2 separate regions of the Zea mays genome follow, and region 2 is linked to region 1. Evidence: chromatin contacts called from public Hi-C data. All regions are on one chromosome and are shown on one strand. The core of a region is the stretch at or near the end of the contact, and the rest is flanking DNA. Distances in the headings are between cores, read along the strand shown.

Region 1 (2,982 bases), core at 315-2,814:
CTAGAGCGCGATGGCTGGCGCTCGATTGCTCGTCCTGTTGGGCTCAGGTGACCGGTGATCCTGTAAGTACACGCGATGTCTGCATGTCCATCGCTGACTTGCTTGTGCAAAAACCAGAAAGCAACGCCTCTTTGTCGTGTCGGTGCAAGGCTGCAGGAGTTAGTGGCTAATCGTAATGCCTGCTCGTTCGTCTAAGCATGCAAGATGCTTCATAGACAATTCTGTGAGTTTGTGGGCTGTTCCTGTTCCTGTGTGGCTGGATCACGGACGCCCAGCCCATAGGAAGAGGGCGCTTTTTTTTTAATAAGCAATCCTTGATCATGCATGCTAGCTCTGCTTATTCCACCGCACTTAACAGAGAGATTATTATAGGACGAGAGCAAAATAGCTCGAGAAGAACGAGGCGCAAGAACCAATGATCAATGCCCCATATATTTAGTTGAACTGGCTACTACTTTTGCACCAGGTCCTGGATTCTCCCTAAAAGAAAAAAAAGGCATCGCAGCATTTCCCTCCAGATGGACACGAGAACTGCGACACGATCCGAGCATAGCACGGCAGCAAAAATCGACGCAACACAGGATGCAGAACTACTATCATCAATCAGTTGGAGAGTAGGAAAAAGGTAGACCACGGTAAGTAGAGCGCCGCCCTGCGCCCGCCAAGTTCCGGCAGCGGGGCTAGAAGCCGCCGAGGAACCCGGCGTCGCGCTGCGTGGGGCCGTGGTCCTCCGCGAACTCCTGGGCGATGGCGGTGGGCTCCAGGACGCCGCTGCCGTGAACCTTGGGCTTGGTGCTGGCTCTGGGCTTGCGCTTGCGTGTGGACCACGCGATGTGGCGGTCGCAGAACAGGTACCCCGGCACGGCCGCCTTCTTGCAGCGCCACCGCTTCCCGTCGTTCCGGCTGCACCTGGCGGCGTCCTGCTCCTGCGGCTCCGGCCTCGGCACGTCGTCCGTTGCGCTGCTGCGCGGGGCAGGGCGCAGGGGGGGAGGGGGGGAGACAGAAGGAACGAGAGAAAGCGATTTCTCAGCTACCCCACCCCCGAGATCTCTCTAGGGACACCTTAACAGAGGAGGGTCTTGGCACGCACCTGTTCCCAGAGCCAGCGGCGGCGGCGGCGGGGCGAACCCGGTCGTCGCCTTCTCGGACTCCGGCGGCGAGGACCGCCCGCTTCTCCTCCTCCTCCTCCGCCGCCGCCTCATCCCGTGGTTTCTCCTGGACCAAAAAACGGCAGGCAAGCGGTGAGCAGAAAGGTCGGGACGGGAGCCGCCGCCACACCAACGCCCACGATGAATGAACCCGGGAGGCCACACAGGTAAAATCAATAATAAGCTCCGGCATCTCACCGTGGGACGCTGCAGCGGTAGGGGAGGAGGAGGAGGCAGAGGCGGCGGTCCCGGCGACGCTGCCCTGGCAGGGGTGCGCTTCCGGATCCTCATGGCCCCGCCTCTCGCCGACCCGTCGTCCTTTGCCTGCCCCAGAGATCGCGTTGGTTGGGTTGTCCCGCTGGCCGGTGGCTGCTCCCTTCTTTCCCTCTCTCTCTGTCGTTGCCAAGTCCCCACGCGTCTCACTGGTCTTGCCCCGCTTGATCTGCTCTAGTAGTACTAGTCGTAGTCGTGGTAGCGGTCCAGTCCACCACTACTTTTTTTCCCTAGCCTCGATCGCGAGACTGATGCCGTCCGTTCTTCTTTTTTCGTCTCCGTTCTGTTCAGACTTCAGACATGCACGGTAAATTTCCACTTTCCGCGCCCCCCAACCTCCTGCCGTTGTATTGCTGTGTGTATCTGTATCCCTGGACTTGAGTGGCGATCGGCGCGCTCATTTACGCCAGGCAGCTGCAGCTCTGTCTGCCGGGCGGTCGGGCCCCGTCGCGGTCGCCACTTTCTTTGTGGCGGTTGCGGGATCCGGCCGTGCCGTGCGCGTGCGGACTGCCAGTGCCAGCGAGAGCGAGCGGACGGGGATTCGGGGACTGTTCCGTTTCATTCCGCTGCTGGGGAGGAACGCTAGCGCGGCTGCTGGGGATCGTGACGTTTATTGTTTGGTTCCGAATTATTCGTATTCGATTAAAGTGCTAATATAGATATCAGTATTCATGTTTAATTTTAATATGGATATTAAATAAGCATATCTAAATTCGGTTTTCTCTATCCGGTTTAAAATTCGTATTCGACAATATTCGATAAAACCGTGAAATATCCGATATTATTCGTACCCGAAAGTAAAAAAGTATTAAATAAAATCAATTTAAACTTACTTTTATTACTAATTACAAGTGATTTTCAACTTTAAATAATGTACTAAAAATTAATGTACACCTTTAAAATATTAAAAAAATTCATATCAGAAATAATGATTGTGTTAATCTTACATTATAATTGATATACAATGATAAATTTTAATTAATATTAAAAAGTACAATTTTGAATACATTAGATTATTTGAGTTTTTGAAGTCCAAACAGACAAATATACTTAATATACAAAAAGATTATATTTAAAGACCAAAATATAAATATACCAGGTTAAAATAATTTATTTATAAATATGATATTTAACTAAGTTTCAACTAAATAATATATATGTACTATTGTTCATAATTTAGTTGTAATATGATTTTTATCAACTATAAATCTATTAATAAAATAAATTAATATTTATTATGATGTTGTTATGATGTTATGTTCTAAAATTCAAATCAAGTAAGTATGCGAATGTAGCCGTCAACGGCGTGGACGGTGGACAAGTGGTGGACTCCAGTTGCTGCGGCTGCGCGTGTTCGTTCCACAGACGGAGACGGAGGTCAGTAGGGTACTGGAGCGGCGGTCGCGAAAGTTGCTGCTCCTGCTGCTGCGTGGCGCTTTCGTGTTCGTTCCACAGGCGCGCGGGTCGATCGTGGTCTCGTGGACGCGTGACTGCCTCGATTTTTGTTGCCGACTGCCGAATCACGCGGCTCGGCCCTTTTTATTTCTGAGCGCTTTCCCGG
Region 2 (2,982 bases), core at 218-2,717, 260 kb after region 1:
TTCATCAAAACCTCTTAAGACACGACTTATTTACGTGGATTGCCCTGTGTATATATAATCCACATAAATGGTTCGTATCTTAAGGAGTATCTAAGGAGTTTAGTGAAAAAACACAAGATATATATCTCAGTGAAGAAACGTATTTAGCACGGTTCTAAGTCTAAAAGATATGGTTTTACCATACAATCCACATAAATGAATTGTATCTCGAGGGTATGAATAAGATAAAAGACTTCGATACATTAGGTTGTATGACGGGCTTTTTTTTAGGTATATACAATATAGTATCTAGGTTGTACATGTCTAATTATTAGCTAGCCTTATTCGCCGATTTAAAGTCGTTACACAAAGATACTAATATTTTTATGTACCTTTAATTTGTTGTCCGACCAACTATTAGCAGGTGGATTTAAATGGCCTTTCGGCCTAAAAAAATACTAGTATGCATTATTATATTAGTAACCAGTTAATTTTTAGTGCTAATTAATCCAACAAGACCCGTTCGGTATTTTTTTAGAAACGTGCGTAACAATAAATCTATTGATATGGCTATATAATTCCATACAATAGTTTTCGAACACCTTCGATTTACAGGACGCAGAAGAGTTAAGCTAACTAGGGGCTAGGGCAGTACCATGAAAAAGAATCTTGGCCAAAAAAAAAAATCGTTTATCATTGGTTCAAGACAGAGGCCTGAATTATAATACTTCCATCTGACATCTCTATCCGGTAATGAAAACATGTGACATCGCCATTCATCAACCAGGCTTGGTGGATGGGTCAGCCTCAGCCACTGAGCCACAGACGTCACGAAACCTCACCAGGACCAGGCCATCCTGCCAATCATGGCCTCGGAATCTTGGATAAGGACACAACGGTCCCACACCGGCCCTCCCCCCAAACCTCCCCCAAACCAGGGCGGGCCGCGGGCGTCGTCGGCGAGCGCCTCACGGAAACCAGAGCCCACTGGTTTCTTTCCGTCCCTTTCCTCCTCCCACGGCGTCGAGGACGGCTGGGCTGCCATAAATATCCGGGCAGCGAACCTGCCATGTTGGCCTGGACACCGGCGGGCCCCGCGCGTCGGTGACGTGGGTGGATGGTCTGTCTGTCCATCATTCCATCTGCGCGTGCCGAGGACCGCGCGTGACAGCGACCCGCCGAGGATGGATATTTTTGGGATTTTTTTTCGTGGGACCCGCATGGGCACGTCGCAGCACGAAGTTATCTGCGCAACCTCTATCTAAAGAATGACAGATGGGACCACGTGGTTATTTGACCCCACCTTTCAGTGGTAAAACGTGGAGCGTCAGGTGTGCCGAGATGTGGGTGGGGCCCGTGGACCACTGCCGTGCGGGCTCACCCAAGGACACTGTTCCTCGTCGTCGCTCTCGCGGTCTCGCCCCCGGCGGCCCCCCACGAGTGTGGCAACAAAAGGGTCTCGGTTCGGAGTTGGACTCGGAGTCGGCCAGAACAATCCAGCGAGCTCGAAAAAAAGGGTACGAATAGGAACCCCAATCCAGGGCCGGAGGGCGAACGAACTCAAAAGCAAGCCGTTCCAGTCCAATCCGCCCCAGTCCAAATCTAATCGCCGGGTTTAGGCACAAGGGGCGGGACGCGGCGAGGTTTAGTCGGGGTTTGTTTTGTCCCTTCCGTGCGATTCTGCTCTCCGCGCGGGAGGCAAGTACTGACGGAAGCGAAGACCAAGGCGGAGGAGGGGGGTCCCCGGCGGTGGAAGTGGAACGCGCCGATGCGCAAGTTTCAGGACTCCATCAAGGCCCTCCAGGCCGACATCGATCACGCCAATGCGATGTGAGTCCTCCAGGGAGCGGGATTTCCTGTTCGCCCCCTTTCCCTTTGCTTGCTCACGTTAAAGGCGGAATCTTTTACTCTTCTTCGACGTTTTTGGATGACTGAATGACTTTTTTTTCGCGATGGCGGGGGTTGTTTGTTTGTGCGATGCGAGCAGGGCGTCGGAATTCCTGAGGGACTACGACGGCTCGGTCATCCAGATGCGGGTGGCGTACAGCGCCGTCGCGCATTTCCTCCTGCAGTGGACCGACTGCAAGCTCGCCGGCGCGCTCGGCCTCCTCAAGGTTATGCTATACAAGGTATCGCCGCCTTGCACCCTGCTAGCTCGTGCCCGTGCTCGATTAGGGTTTTCACTCCACGAGTTGGCTTGCTGAGTTGCCGTTTCTCCGGCAGGTGTGCGCGGACGGCTCGTCGGCGCTTCCTGATTGGGAGATGGAGGCCAGCATCAGGGAGTTCTACGGTAATTAACCCACCCCCTTCCTCTCTTCCTCGAACAACTAACTGTCGGTTCTGACGGCGTTGCGCAATGGCAGGCGTCATTTTCCCGTCGCTGCTGCAGCTTCCGAGTGGCATCACCGAGCTGGACGACAGGAAGCAGAGGAAGCTCTGCCTGAAGAAATTCAGGAGCAGGGATGAGCAGCTCTCGGAGGTGGACACGGAGAGGGAGCTCGAGTGCGGGATCTGCCTCGAGGTTAGCCCCAAGGTCGTGCTGCCCGACTGTGCCCACATGCTCTGCATGCGGTGCTTTGAGGATTGGTAATATCTCTTTTCTCCTAGCTTAAAATCTTTGGCCGAGTCCATAAGCGTGCATGAAGTTTGATTTTTTTATGTTCCACATTTACACAAATTTGGTCATGTTAGCTTATGGATGGCAAAGTACTATTTCTCACGGGTTCTGAAGCAGAATTACAGTCAAGTACTTCTCGTGGGTTCTAAAGCATAATGTTTTCTGAAGCAGAATGTTGAAACTCTGGATTGGGGAACATGGGAAATTTGTTTTTAGTGGAATTATATTTCTTTATGAAGTGCTGTTTTCTTTTTTTCTTTTTTGAAAATTGGTGTCACCGTTTTTTTTGAATGAGGCAATTTCAGTGTAGGTGGTCGGTTTGGAGCCTTTTGAGTGTCAGATGGTCTATCTCTACATCTCTAGTCATTTGACAGAATTTTAAGTTC

Evidence for each region. A called contact is a pair of places that touch in the nucleus more often than the background predicts.
Region 2: a contact with region 1 is called in a Hi-C map of leaf, with 7 times the contacts expected there. The contact joins the promoter of LOC100217218 here to the promoter of LOC100382479 in region 1. A contact is called at or near these places in 4 of 25 Hi-C or Micro-C datasets (bundle sheath, ear, leaf and 1 more).

The regions. Positions count from the first base shown.
Region 1 is chr1:241,799,916-241,802,897 of Zm-B73-REFERENCE-NAM-5.0, forward strand. It overlaps LOC100382479, which reads right to left and starts at 1,565. Exons shown (of 3, transcript NM_001175218.1): 1 at 1,347-1,565; 2 at 1,091-1,215; 3 at 418-963. The coding sequence starts at 1,202. The coding sequence ends at 452.
Region 2 is chr1:242,060,580-242,063,561 of Zm-B73-REFERENCE-NAM-5.0, forward strand. It overlaps LOC100217218, which reads left to right and starts at 1,468. Exons shown (of 5, transcript NM_001366163.1): 1 at 1,468-1,809; 2 at 1,967-2,108; 3 at 2,203-2,269; 4 at 2,343-2,565. The coding sequence starts at 1,748.